5 separate regions of the Mus musculus genome follow, and regions 1, 2, 3 and 4 are each linked to region 5. The links are chromatin contacts, called in public HiChIP or PLAC-seq and Micro-C maps. All regions are on one chromosome and are shown on one strand. Each heading gives the region's core, a stretch centred on a gene start, on an enhancer-like site or on the middle of the called end of the contact. The rest is flanking DNA. Distances are from core to core; before and after follow the strand shown.

What was found. Hi-C and Micro-C count contacts between places; a contact is called where the count stands out from the background. HiChIP or PLAC-seq counts read pairs in DNA pulled down with a chosen protein or histone mark.
Region 1: a contact with region 5 is called in a FOXA1 HiChIP or PLAC-seq map of pancreatic cancer cells. The contact joins the promoter of Aqp1 here to the promoter of Nod1 in region 5. A contact is called at or near these places in 4 of 39 promoter capture datasets (cranial neural crest, frontonasal cranial neural crest, hematopoietic stem and progenitor cells and 1 more) and 1 of 115 datasets of contacts at active chromatin or transcription factors (pancreatic cancer cells).
Region 2: a contact with region 5 is called in a FOXA1 HiChIP or PLAC-seq map of pancreatic cancer cells. The contact joins the promoter of Scrn1 here to the promoter of Nod1 in region 5. A contact is called at or near these places in 9 of 39 promoter capture datasets (the C10 cell line, cranial neural crest, embryonic stem cells and 4 more), 2 of 115 datasets of contacts at active chromatin or transcription factors (embryonic basal ganglia and pancreatic cancer cells) and 2 of 9 other capture datasets (embryonic stem cells and liver).
Region 3: a contact with region 5 is called in an H3K4me3 HiChIP or PLAC-seq map of bone marrow-derived macrophages, with 3 times the contacts expected there. The contact joins the enhancer-like site here to the promoter of Nod1 in region 5. A contact is called at or near these places in 21 of 39 promoter capture datasets (the 3T3-L1 cell line, 3T3-L1-derived adipocytes, the HPC-7 cell line and 14 more), 2 of 115 datasets of contacts at active chromatin or transcription factors (bone marrow-derived macrophages and embryonic stem cells) and 2 of 9 other capture datasets (adipose tissue and liver).
Region 4: a Micro-C map of embryonic stem cells shows a contact between it and region 5, with 4 times the contacts expected there. The contact joins the promoter of Adcyap1r1 here to the promoter of Nod1 in region 5. A contact is called at or near these places in 2 of 39 promoter capture datasets (hippocampal neurons and stem cell-derived epiblast-like cells) and 1 of 484 Hi-C or Micro-C datasets (embryonic stem cells).

The regions. Positions count from the first base shown.
Region 1 is chr6:55,334,861-55,337,560 of GRCm38.p6, reverse strand. It overlaps Aqp1 (aquaporin 1), which reads right to left and starts at 1,262. Exons shown (of 4, transcript NM_007472.2): 1 at 687-1,262. The coding sequence starts at 1,070.
Region 2 is chr6:54,564,978-54,567,677 of GRCm38.p6, reverse strand. It overlaps Scrn1 (secernin 1), which reads left to right and starts at 1,296. Exons shown (of 8, transcript NM_027268.2): 1 at 1,296-1,438.
Region 3 is chr6:54,666,454-54,669,153 of GRCm38.p6, reverse strand. No RefSeq gene overlaps it. Among named protein-coding and RNA genes, the nearest start is that of Gm34249, 11 kb to the right of the region's middle. Within about 2 kb of position 1,318, at least 8 of the 459 cell types and tissues checked have an H3K27ac peak or open chromatin away from gene starts, as enhancers often do. A contact at or near this core is called in bone marrow-derived macrophages and trophoblast stem cells, where this site is marked.
Region 4 is chr6:55,450,644-55,453,343 of GRCm38.p6, reverse strand. Adcyap1r1 (adenylate cyclase activating polypeptide 1 receptor 1) reads right to left here and starts at 1,366. Exons shown (of 17, transcript NM_007407.4): 1 at 976-1,366.
Region 5 is chr6:54,971,195-54,973,894 of GRCm38.p6, reverse strand. Nod1 (nucleotide-binding oligomerization domain containing 1) reads left to right here and starts at 1,283. Exons shown (of 12, transcript NM_172729.3): 1 at 1,283-1,626.

The DNA of each region.
Region 1 (2,700 bases), core at 13-2,512, 360 kb before region 5:
TTCCACCTCCGCACACAACAAGCCAGCATGCCCCACGGTTCAGTGGCCAGGGACTGCTGAGCTGAGCCCTTCTCCTGAACTGGTATCTAGAAAACTCTCCCAAAGCTCCAGAGAGAGTATTGTTCTCTCAACTTTGTCTAATTATTGGGGGTAGAGGGAGGAAAGGGGGCTGTCTCCTGACTTTCTGAGGAAGTTGATTTGGGGACCTGGCTAAGGATTAGAAGCCGATTAGAAGCCCAGGCAACTTATCAAGAGAGTCACACTCAGACACTTGCAGAAGTGGCTTTAAACACACTGGGTAGCTGGAGAAAATGTACTCGGGACAGTAGGTAGAGGTTGCCTAGTGCACGGGACTGCAAAGGGGGAAGGTGACTGCTCAGGTAGCTCAGAAGAGGGGAGGAACTGCTGGCATGCACCTAGCTGCCCCTCCAGCTCATTCCTGGCAGTAGCTACTCTGCAGGGGACTTTGGCACAACCATATTGTCTAGCTCCTCCATTCTCACAGCACCAACCAGCAAAGAGACCATGCAGTACAACTGAGTTCTAGCCCCAGTTCTCAGCATGACTCCAGAAACCTTCATCCTTCTCTCTGTTCTTCAGTATCCCCCTTGTACAGTAGGCAAATGGAGCCAGCTCCCTCTCTGTCTTCTCCTACAGACACCCTAAGCCTAAGATACCCCACTCACGTCATTGCGGCCAAGTGAATTGTCGACTAGGGAGGAGGTGATGCCCGAGAGAATGGCCGTGGCGACGATGGCTCCCACACACTGGGCGATGATGTACATGACAGCCCGGAGGATGCTGATCTGACAGCTGAGCAGGAGCCCCAGTGTGACCGCAGGGTTGAGGTGAGCACCGCTGATGTGACCCACACTTTGGGCCAGAGTAGCGATGCTCAAACCAAAGGCCAGCGACACCTTCACGTTGTCCTGGACCAGCGTCTGGTTTCTCTCCAGTGGGTAATTGAAGCCTAGGGCAGAACCAATGCTGATGAAGACGAAGAGGGTCATGGCCAGGAACTCAGCCACCACAGCCCTCCAGAAGAGCTTCTTCTTGATTTCACTGGCCATGCTGGCAGGGACCTCGACTTAACCGCTGGATGCCTGGTGCTCAACTCCCTCCAAGAGCTGAGCCACAGCCTGGGCTGGGCCTATTTATAGGGCTGGGTGGGGGGAGCACAAAGGGAGGAAGGCCTCTCCTTGCTCCTGGCCCGCCCCACACCACACGAGCCTCCTCGCTGCGATGGATGCAGACAGGGCTCTGCTGTCTGCCTGCCAACTTTTTCCTTCCTCCTCTCCCCCTCCTGCCCTCCCTTGCTCCCTCCACCCGCCTCAGCCCTCGGCCCTGCCCAGCGTAAGGAGGCAGGAGGCAACCGTTGCTCTAATAGGCTTTGGGAAATTCTTCCAAGCTGGCTCTTCTCAGGGGGCCAGAGAAATCCAGGTGTCCCCGCCCAGCCTGCAAAGCTCAAGGGTGCCTGAGGGCAGAGGCTGGCACTCTAGAAGGGGTGGGGAATAGGGGTTGTCTGGACTCCCCAGACGGACATTGCCCTCCCTGGAGGTGGCACCAGAAATTGCCTGCCTGTCCCATCCCACTCTGAGCAGAGTTAGTAATCTGAAGTTCTCAGGCTGAGAAATCTGTGGGCCAGTCTGGCCTCCAATGTCCTGGCCTGGGCCAAGCAGCTGCATGTCACTTTGGGGATGTGTCCTCGCCCCCCGGGCCTCATTGATGGGAGTAGAGAAGCTTTCTGGGAGCCACCTATCATTCTTTAGACAATGGCAGACCTTAGCCAAGCAAGGTTGCTGGAAAACTCCCCCAATTCCTCAAACTTAAAACAATTTGAGGCCATGATTTGAGAGGGGGTGGGGAAGATAATGTTGCTTAGGCTTTTTTTTTTTCTCTAATAGATAAAGTAGCTAGCAGGTCACTGAAGAGATGGAAGGAATGACAGCTGGACCTGAAAAGGAGCGAATGGGAGACATGGGCTGGGGCTAAGAGACAGATGCAGTGATGGGATGATAGGCAGAGCAACAGGAAGCATTATCCGAGTGATGGTGGAAAGTGGAAGAGGTTTCCAGCCTTGCAGGAGACAGCGGCCAGGCTATGGATGTGCTCACGCATACAATATTCAACTGGGCACTGGATTCAGTCACTAGCATCACAGGAAAAAACAGCACGTCAGAAACAGGAAGAGACAAACGGAGCAGAGGAGACATAGGCCGGACAAGAATCTAGATAGAGAAAGAGGAGAGAGGAAGGTAAGGGAGACCAGAGGCACTTTCCAACACCAGGAGGGGTGGAGAGGAGGTGGGGGCAGACAAAGCACCCACCATGTTTCCTGTGTACCCCCAAAATCCCGAGTAAAGGACCAGAGAACTGGTCGGTCACTTGCCTACTGTTTGAGTGTGCTGGAAGGTATACCAGGCCCATAGGGAGGCTCTCTCTGTGGCCACAAGGTAGGACCTGTTATGATTGGTCCCTCTCTTTCCATCTTAGTCCTTATCAGAATCATTGGCTTCTTACCCATCAGAGGTGGAAAAACAACACTCACTGAGAAAGAAGAAATGTCTTTGAGTCTGACATCTGTCAAGATAGGGCCAAGCACCTTCTATCCTACAGAGAATGACATTGTCCCTCAAGGGCCAGGTTGTATTCAGCCACAGTCCTGGAACCAGATGTGACCTACAGAAATCCCATGCTATG
Region 2 (2,700 bases), core at 47-2,546, 410 kb after region 5:
GTGGCCAGTCATCAGCTCTCTTCCCTTTGGAATCTCCTGTTACAGTTTCTTATGGATCTTTCCAAAAGTAGTCTAAGCATTTGCAAAAGGAAGTGTATATATTTTCACACACACACACGCGCACACACACACACACACACACACACACACACACACACTGTTCTGCACCTAACCTATCCCCACTTTAGCCTTTTACTTGGTATAAGTTGGAAGTCTTGAATTAGTACACAGACAATGATCTCATCTTTAAATCTTTAAAATATGCTGGATGGAATTCCATGGTATTTATAGGCTGAATTTCATTCAATCTTTTAGTTTTTGAGACAAGGTGTTACTATGTAGCCTTGTCAGCCTCCCTAATTGTGTGTACCACCACTGTGAGGTTTGGTTCTAGTCGTTGCTGACACAAATAATATGGCCCCCCCAGAATCCTCCTGCTCATTTCACACCCGTGTCCTTTCTTCTATAAGATGAATTCCAAAAGTCCAAAAGTGGAATCAGGTGAAAGGCTACATATGTTCTTATCTTGAGAGATATTGTCATACACACACACACACACACACACACACACACACACACACACACAAACACACACACCATAGAGACTATAAAACTTTGATTTGTGTTCATCTGATAACTGGAAAATACATGTGAATCTGCTGCTGCCCGCTGCTGCTACTCTCTTCCCAGTGGACTCTTACAGCCTTTTCTTATCGAGGTAGATCGGGTCTCAGCCCCTGAGGCGTTGTTATCAAAAGCCTTGAGGTGGGCATCACCTCTTTCCCTGTCAAAAGTTTATTAACCCTGGTGTGGAATCTTGCCTTTGTTACTTGCTGCATGACCTTGGTCCACAGAGTGTGAATATGCTGCATCGTCTGGTTTATGAGCACGATCACAATCGGTTAACATTAGGGAAGGACTTTGACACATTGAATCAACCAAATGAAGAATGCATATCTCTGCAGGGAATTCTCGCCAGGCACCAAGGCTCAGACTAGCAACCACACAGTAAAATGTTGCCAGGAGAAAGCAGGACCTGGCTCCTTAAAGCTCTGGTTCCTCCCTTCGAGAGAGTTTCAACCAAGAAATAAAAATCTAGAAAGAAAGGAACCACTTTCTGTTGAGTCCCGCCCCCTCTGCTGTTCTTGGGGGCTCCTGGTGCCCTCCCCTCCCAGGCGGGGCGGGCTCTGAGGCCTCAGCTGTCAAACACAACGAGTCCTGGGGCCCAGAGCACCGGGAGGCGGAGGGTGGGTCTGCGGTCGCGTGACCAAACCAGCTGTTAGCCGGGGGCTGGAGAGCCTGGAGTCTGGGAAACCGGAGCGCCGGCGGTCTTCTGCGCTACGGATGCAGAGGCTGTAACCTAGCCGCCGCAGCGCCCCCAACTCCGCAGTCGCAGCATCAGCACCGTTGGACCCGGCTGGAGCCGGCTGCTTGGCAGGTGAGCCTCAGGCTACGCGGGGAGCGCCGGGGCGCTGGCAGCTGCTCTTCCGCTGGGAGGTCACCACATTTCCCATTACAATTCTAACGCCTCGCGAGTGTGGACCAGGGAAGGGGAGATCGGAGGTTAGGTGGCCTCGGTCTGGCCCGACTTGAGATCAGGGACTTCGGGACGAAGCTACTGCAGCCTGGTCAGAATCTGCTCCTGCTCTCCATCCCGCATCCTTCCCGCACCTCCCTTTCAGTTTATAACCGGGTGCTGCTTTTTCTGGGCGCCGAGTTGCAAGGGCGCGGGAAGTGTCTCTGAGCTTCCCCGGGCCCCTGAGCTTCCCCTGGCGGCTCCTGCGGCTCCGTCTTGCGGCTAGCAGAGAGAGCCTGGCTCCTTCCCGAGTAATGCATCCGTGGCGCCTGACTAGGCCGCTACCCTTGGTCGCCGGGCGGAGTCCCGGTATCTGTGGTTATCCCCAAGGGCCAGTGAGCTGGCACCAGACATTGCTTCGCTCCAGGCCTCACCCCTGCACACTGGAATCCGGGTGGGGTCATGGCAGGTGTCTCGACCCTTGCTATCACTCCACCTCAGTTTACCCCTATCGTCTTGCTTTTTGTTTTTTGTCCAGGCAGAATTGCTAAATAATTGCTAATTATTTAGCGACCACAGTGAGGTCTGCAGGAGGATGAAAGGAGCGCCTGAATTTTAGAAAATCGGTTGGAATTTAGGAATAAAAATGTGATCACACCCATTTGCGTTTAAGGCAACTTACTATTTTCTGTCTCCCAAGTTGACCTGGTAGGGTTCTGTTAAATAGAGGTGTATTTCTGTGTAATTGTAGCTTGTTAAGTGCTTCTTCCTGGTTTTGTGTGTGTGTGTGTGTGTGTGTGTGTGTGTGTGTGTGTGTTTACTGTGCTTCACGCCTGCCTAAATCCTCATCACTTGCTGAGTAAACCTATGCTAATTCAAAATGGCAGCATGAAAAATCAGGCCAGGCGGAACCCTAGCAGACCACAGCCAACTGCAGCTGCCCCGGGCTTGAGCTGCTGAGAGAAACAGCAGGAGGAAAAGGCTCTGCTGTGTATAGGCAGGGAGTGTACTTGGAGCTGGTTAAAGCTGAGTGAAGTTGCAGTGCCTTGGGGAGCAAGTGGGAAGTTTAGGGAGCTACAGCTGGTTTCCCTAACTTGTCAAAAGCCTAACTGAAACTCTAATTTGGTCTGATTTTCTTTAGACCCATTTAAAGTCAACTGTGCAGAATACAACTGTGCACAGCT
Region 3 (2,700 bases), core at 69-2,568, 300 kb after region 5:
GCTTCCCAGGGAAGGAAATGGAAACACATCTTGGTCCACAGAGAGGTACATTGACAGTGGGGAGAGGTTACGTGTTATCCTGGGTAACCTTGCCACTCTAGGCTTCAGAGTCTAATCACAGGATGTAGCTTTGGCTCTACCCCTAGGTCTGTGTTTCATTTTCTTATGGGTAAAACAGACACATAACACACACACACACACACACACACACACACACACACACACTCCAAGGTTAGCATTGGTAAAGAACAAACTGGAAATCATATACTCAAAGGTTTAGATGGCGTGAAAAATACCATTGAGGTACATTTCCAAGAATGAGATGCTGAAGATGTTCAGGGGTAGAAATTTGGACATAAAAGTTTTATCTTAAGAATTTTCATGAATTCAATAAAAACCTTAAAAACATACTTTAAAATTTTTTGGTTTGTTTTGTTTTTTTCGAGACAGGGTTTCTCTGTATAGCCATGGCTGTCCTAGAACTCACTTTGTAGACAAGGCTGGCCTCGAACTCAGAAATCTGCCTGCCTCTGCCTCCCGAGTGCTGGGATTAAAGGCGTGCGCCACCATGCCCAGCATACTTTAAATTTTTTAAAAATCTTTTTCAAAAAATTAAGGTAGATTCTAACCATTTACCCTCTTCCCTTTCCTCCCACCAGTTGCTACCATACTCAACCCCCTAAACCAATTCATAGTCATCGTCTCTTTTTCTGTAGTTGTGATATGTGTGTATGTATGCATTACATTATATTATTAGTTGTGTAATATATATGCATTAATATATAATACAATCTGCTAGGTCCACTTATTGTTGCTTGCATGTTGTGATGGTTTGTATATGCTTGGCCCAGGAGTGGCACTATTAAAAAGTATGGCCTTGTTGGAGTAGTGCCGCAGACCCTCTTGGTCCCTTGTCTGCGTGGAATGGGTCTCTGGTCACAGGTAGGCAAGGAGTTGGCAGGAATTGACAGACAGACTCGTCACAAGGGAGTGTGGATCTGAATGTTATTTGTCAAATTTTTATACAGAAGAAAATAGGGAAGTTGGTGGTTACTGGATTCTTACACAAAACAGAGGAATGCAAACACGGAAGAACTGACAGGAACCAACTGGGATAAAATTCAATGTTAACAACTGGGATCAAAAACAGCTGCATCTAAGGTCCACTTAATCTTAGAAGCAGGGGCAAGGGCTTCGTGCCCTTGCCATAGTTCCTACTCTAGTCTATTGTATAGTCCACCTTCCCCCTAGGCCATTGTAAATACTTGTGTATGGGTGTAACTCAGCTATCTGTTGTTCTAAGTATCTACCCTGGTTCCTCTTTAGGTCACAAACTTCCTTCATCCTAGTTAATGGTAAATTCCTGTGTAGGGCAGTGACCTAGCTATCCATGCCCAAGGTCGGGTCAAGGACTTCGAATCAAGGACTGCCTAGAATCTAACTTAGCTATATGTCAAAATATCAATCCTTAAGAGCACTTGTATGACACCATTGCATACACTAGCAAGATTTTGCTGAAAGGACCCAGATATAGCTCTCTCTTGTGAGACTATGCCGGGACCTAGCAAACACAGAAGTGGATGATCACAGTCAGCTATTGGATGGGTCACACGGCCCCCAATGGAGGAGCTAGAGAAATTACCCAAGGAGCTAAAGGGAACTGCAACCCTATAGGTGGAACAACAATATGAACTAACCAGTACCCCGGAGCTCTTGTCTCTAGCTGCAAATGTATCAAAAGATGGCCTAGTAGGCCATCACTGCAAAGAGAGGGCCATTGGACTTGCAAACTTTATATGCCCCAGTACAGGGGAACGCCAGGGCCAAAAAGTGGGAGTGGTGGGTAGGGGATTGGGGGGGTGGGTATGGGGGACCTTTGGGATAGCATTGAAAATGTAAACGAGAAAAATACCTAATTAAAAAAAAAAGAAAAAAAAAGAGCACTTGTAATAAAGCAATATTAAGGGAAAGCACACAGATTCGTTTACCAACTAAAGCAAGGACATTGGAGCATTCTTTATACAGGATGCCACGATTCCAGGAGACTAAGTTTCCGTGAACTTTTCTCCTCGGGACAGCACCCAGGTTTTCGGGGTCTGTTGCACTTGTCACTACTGGAGTGGATGTAGCAGAGTAGGTGTTTCACTGTGAGTGTGGACTTTTAAGACCCTACTCCTAGCTGCCTGGAAACTAATATTCTACTAGCAGCCTTCAGATGAAGATGTAGAACTCTCAGCTCCTCGTGCACCATGCCTGCCTGGATGCTGCCATGTTCCTGCCTTGATGATAATGGGCTGATCCTCTGAACCTCTAAGCCAGTCCTAATTAAATGTTGTCTTTATAAGAGTTGCCTTGGTCATAGTGTCTGTTCAAAGCAGTAAAACCCTAATTAAGATACATGTATATGATTTCTGAGCTTACAGCTTGATATTGGATAACCAATTAAGGAGGTCATCTCTTGGGAAGGTTAATGCATTCTCATTCTCTCTCTCTCTCTCTCTCTCTCTCTCTCTCTCTCTCTCTCTCTCTCTCTCTCTCTCCATCCTGTAGTCTTTGTCTAGGGGTGGAGCCCCAATGAGGCTTCCCTCTTCTACATCGATATGTCTGCTGGTGCTGTCCTTGGTTGGTCTAGTTTAGGCAGCCACACTGTTGAGGTACCATGAGCAAAACTTCTCTGGTGTTTCTAGGAGACATCATCTT
Region 4 (2,700 bases), core at 117-2,616, 480 kb before region 5:
TCACAGCAGCCCTGAAATGGACTGAGGAATTAGCCAGACCCCCTCTCATGCCAAGGTGGTCCAGAAGGCTCTGGGTTCCTAGAACTGAAGCTCCACTCCCTAGCAGCGAGGGAAATGCCATCGCCATCCCCTTCCTGCGTGTTTGCTCCTGAAGATCTAGTTCCACGAACTGGTGCCTGGTCCCTTGCTCTTGCTGACAATATGATCCTGCTCCCAGTAGTCAGCTAGCTACTGCAGAGCCTGGGCCTTTAAAACAAACATCAGGGGTCTCGGAGGGGCCCACTACAGCAACCCCACTCCCACAGCGATTTTCCCCCACAGGCCCTGCAGGGCGTTTCCTTGTTAGACCACCAACCCCCAAGCGTCTCTTGGTCAACCTCTCCCCGAGCCCCGGGGAAAGACTATCCTTAGGATAGTCCTATAGCCGTAGGGCTATCCTTTTAAAAACAATGCTAAAGCTTATCTCTATTGGGGGCACAAACTAAATTGATCCCTATCTTATCTCCGCAGCTCATCCCTCAAACGCCCTGCAGACTGTAGAACCGAGTTCCCAAGAGACCCTCCAGCATTTCTTTCCAAATCCACGTAGGCGCTTTGGTCCGACCTGGAGACAGGGAGATCGAGCTCTGGGGGATCTCTGGCCGTAGTGTCATTCGTGCCCCTGAATGCCTCTTTCTGGCACCAGAAAAGGCTGAGACAGCTAGGCCGATACTCACTGAATGGTCTACAATAATGTGCTCCAAGCCACGGTCCGACACTTGGATGGAGCAGAGAGAAGCGTAGGCAGCCCGCGGCGGCGGGAGAGGATGGGCTCCGACTCTGTGCCCCGCGTTGGCCCTCGCTGGCTTTGGGTTTGGCAGAGCACGCGGCTCCTGGAGACCTCTGGGCTGAAGGAGGGGTCCAAGGGCCCCGCTGGAAAAGGGTCTGGCGCTGGGCGAGTGCGGAGCAGAAGGACAGGCCAGGAGTGGTCCTTACCTGATGGCCTCGGGGCTGGTCGGGACTGCTGGGCGCAGGGGCTGAAGGTGCAGGAGGACGCGCAACCCGCGAATCCGCGCCCAGAGCCGCACTGGCTGGAGCGTGTGCGCCGCGGAGCGCGCGCCGAGCCTGGTCTCTCGGTGCGTGTGGCCGCGAGCAGCCAAGTCTGTGTGTCCCTGCGCCGCGGTGTGTGCGTACTGCACAAGGGACCGCGCTGCTCCAAAGTCGCAGCCAGTCGCAGTCGGGAATCGGAGCGAGGCGTCCCTCGTCTCCTTTAGCCCACCCTGTGCCACTCGACCGGCTCTGTCCTGCGGGAGAGGCGCCGCCTCTGCTGCGCAGCCAGGCCCGGGGCCGAGGGAGGCGATAGACCACCGCCTCCCCGGCAGACCTCGCAGGCGGGGGGTGGGGTGCAGGCCAATGAGAGCCCGGGGGGCGGGGTTAGGCCGGGGGCAGAGATGGGGAGCTGGATGAGGACCACCGCGCTGACACAAGCCAGAGCTGCAGCAGGGACCCAGGGCGCGGAGGCGGAGGTAACAGCCCCCCTTTCCCAGTTCTGTCGCAGAGCTTCCGGGCTGAGTTGTGCCTTCCTCAGGGCTCACCACCTTTCTGTCCAACAGCAAAACATCCACTAGAGAAAGCCCTCTCCCTCTCTTCTCTGTGTTCCAAGCCTCCTCTGGCAACCTGCCACCTGAGCAAGTCCCTGGCCCTCTTTGGGCCCTCCTCTGCTCACAGTCAGGGGTCTAGAAGGGATGAATTGCAGGTGCCTATCTAGATGTCCTCGAATGTGACACCCCAGAGAACACCTCTATAGCCAGAAAAGGAGTAGAGGTGCTTACGGGAAGTCTGTTAAAAATAAATGAGACTGCCCTGCCAGCTCTGGGAGTTTGGGTGTGCGGCCTGATGTTTCTGAGCCTCCACTTCTTCACCTGCACCACATCGTTTCTATTTCTGGGCTCATGAGAAGAACAACATTGTGTAGGAACAGTCTGTGTGCCAGTAGCAAACTTGTACTAGGCTCATATATTCACTGATGCTAAACAAATTACTATTGTTGTTGGTGATATGGTGTACTCACCCTTCTTCTGGTACAATTTGATAAGCAGGAGCTTAATGAGCAGAACTCAGTCAAATAAGGTCACAGTGCCAATATCCTGCCACCTCCAGTTTGGCATAACTGTGTCCAGTCACAGCATCCTGAGTTCTTTGTATCCCCATCACTTAGTCTCAACTGGCTTCTGTCATTGCCTGTTCAGGCAAGTTCTGAGCCACCCTTGATGTGTGTCCTTCTGAAGAACCTTCAAGGAAGAAGAGGGAAGGAGAAAGAACTTGAGCCTTTTGTTAGCAAGGTCAGTCTAGCTGAAAACAAAAGGACAAGGAGATGGAGAAGACCCATGAATGGGAGCCACACAGAACCCTAACTGGTAAGACCTACATGATCATTTTACATCCGACTTCACAATGAAAACAGAAAGGCTAAGAATAGGAAGCAACCTGATGCTCCAGAAAGATGTATGGAGTGTCCTATATACAGACAGCAAGTTTATGATTCCCCACTTAGTCCAGGAAGCACTGGTCACCTCGTAGACAGCTGGCACTCGCTTGTGTTCTTTCAGGCCATGTTCCAAAGGAAGAGCAGTGGAGAATATGTCTTCTCTCTTAAGAGTGGTCAGGACCCCCTCTAGGGAGAGTACAGCTAGACGCTGGGCAGAAGTCAGCAGTCAATCA
Region 5 (2,700 bases), core at 34-2,533:
CCAAAAAGGTAAGCAGTATTTCAAAAAGCTACAGGAACATGTGCTTCGGAATACTGCCCAAGGAAAATAATTAAAGGGGAATCACTATTGATACAAGCAATGGTCTCGGTGAATCCTCTTAGGATTATACTAAATGAAAACAAAATAGCAAAATACTAGAGCCAGTAGGACTGTTCAGTGGGTAAAGGTGCCTGCTACCAAGTCGGAATTCAATTATGCCCCAAAGCCACATGGTGGAAAGAGAAAACCAAGCCCTGCCATTGTTCTATGATCCCCACATGTGCATCATAATATGTATGTACTCATACACCCAAACACACACAAATGTAATACAGAATTTTAAAATGTTATTCCAAAGTGCAGCCTGATTCCATCTATTTTAAAAGTCTTGATACATTTCTAGCAATGCGAACAAGTTTGTGGTTGCCAGAGGCTGAGCACAGGGTGGGACGGTGAACAAGGTTGCTTGGGGTGGACCTGTTCTGTATCTTGACTCTATTAGTAGTCTGTTTTCTGCTTACCATAGCTTTTTTTGTGTTGTAGCTCTTCAAGACTGGGGCAAATTGAGTTACAGGTACATGAATCTGCATTATTTCCTCCAGTTATTTATTAATTTACAAATATCCCAAAATAAAAAGTCCAAAATAACAAGTAAGGAACAGCTGTCCCCAAAAATGTAAATAATAGTCTAAGCAAAAAGCAGAAGGCTAAGAATGAACAGTGCCCTGCAGGTGCACAGTACGGTTGTTCTGGCTCCGTCTTAGCACATCAGGCTCTTAGAATCAAAGTTTTCCTTTCAGTCACTTAGCTGCAGCACTGCAGCACACTGCAGGAGGAGGGAGGCCTTCACGCATGCAAGAACACAGTTCTTGCAGTTTCGGTTTTGCTTTTCTCAGAGGGTCAACTTCATGCGAGTTTTCATAACCATGACTACATGTGGCCAAAAATCTCAAAGCACTTTTGTTTAACTGTCAAAAACGTTTAAAAATATTTATTCGGACGGTTTATTAACATGTTAATTCCTTTACGTAATTCCTTACAGTAAAGGAAAAGGCTCTAGAATATTCGTGGTCAAGAGAAGACTTAACGACAGAGGAGGAGAAAGTCTCCGTCTCTGAAAGTAGATCAAACTGAATCTTATTTTGATCTTAGTTTGCTTAGTTTAACAGCCTTTCTGCCCGGGTCCCGGCATTGGTTGTGGTTACAGGCGCTGGGTGGCACTCTCAGGGGGCGGGCCTTGGCTCTCCGCGGCCGTGGCAGAGCTGGCACGACGAGTTCCCAGGGTGTCACCCCTGGGCGAACTGCGAGGCCTGCCCACTCCCACTGCGCAGTGGCCGCTCGTCCGATGCAGTGTGCGGCGGCTCCTTCCCGGGAAACGAGACAGGGGGGCAGCGCTACGGATGGTCCCCGCCTCCTCCGCCCGCTCCGCCCTGTTCCCTCCCCGGAGCCCACCCGAGCCCAGGCGCGGCCGGCCGTAGACACAGCCAGCTCCTGATCCCGGACCGCGAGCGGTAGCGCCCTCCCTCCCAGCTGTTGTCCCGCCCGATCCGCGACCCTAGTCCCCGGATCCCCTTGCTGAGAGTCACCGTACTCCAGGGCCAACTGAGCCAAAGTCCTGCCAACTTGGTAAGTCATGGGGGTTGGCGCCCGCAGGCTCTGTAACCAGCTGAGGAAATGTAAGGCTGCTGTGGAAGAGCTCTGGCTGAAACTCCAGGGGAGAGACCCCCGCCTCCCACCCCTCACCCAGAGTGTCAGATGCAGCCCTAGTTCAGAGATCAGCGGAATCAAGATCCCAGTGTGATCTAAGGCCTGCGTTTTCAGCCCGCCTGCCTGCAACTTAAAGTGTAGCAAATCCAGACACCCAGACTATTCGACAAATTAATTCTGTCGGAATGTCTAAACTATTGCTTCAGAGCTCCCTTGGTGATTCCAATGTGCACGTAGGGTTAGGAGTCTGAGACCAATGGGCAGGCAGCCTTCAAAAGAAAGTGCCTGCTGACCTGGACCTTCCTGAGCGCGTGCTGCAGACAGGCTGGCTGCTTCCAGGAACCTCCTATGGTCCTGGAGCCAAAGGAGAACTTCCCTTGAGTTTCATGGGATACAAAAGAAGGAAGCAAGACAATGCTTGCTTGGCAGAGTTGCCCGAATATCAAACTGAAAAAAAGTCCTCGAGTGTGCAGTGTTTTCATAGACTGTAAAAAGCATAAAAGTGGACAGACTGCAAAGCACCTTTGTTATTTGCCTAAGTTATTGGTGTTCGAAATTGCCTCGGGAGGCCAGAGAACCCTTGACAAGTGCCCTCCATCCTTTAAGGGTGAAGCCAAAGGTATAGAATGGAGTCTGATTGCCTTCCTAAAAGCAGCCTTCCTGCTTTAGATGTTAAGGATACCTGGAGTGTATGGGTAACTTCCAGGACATCTGTTGGAGAGGAGAGGTTCCTCTGTTGTACCTGGGAGCAGAGATCTGTGTGGTAGTTGTGATCCAGGAGCCACTGGAAAACAGACAGGTATGCTGGCCAGGAGAGAGGCAGACTAAAAACCCAAGGCAGAGAGGTGGGAGAGGGAGGACCCTTGCAAAGGTCACAAGAGTTTTGTTTTTATTGAACATACACCCAGTAAACCTGGTTCCAATCTTTGATTCTGTCACTTGAGTGATGTGATTGGCTGCAAGTTCAAAATGATCCCTTCGAGCCTCTCTTTT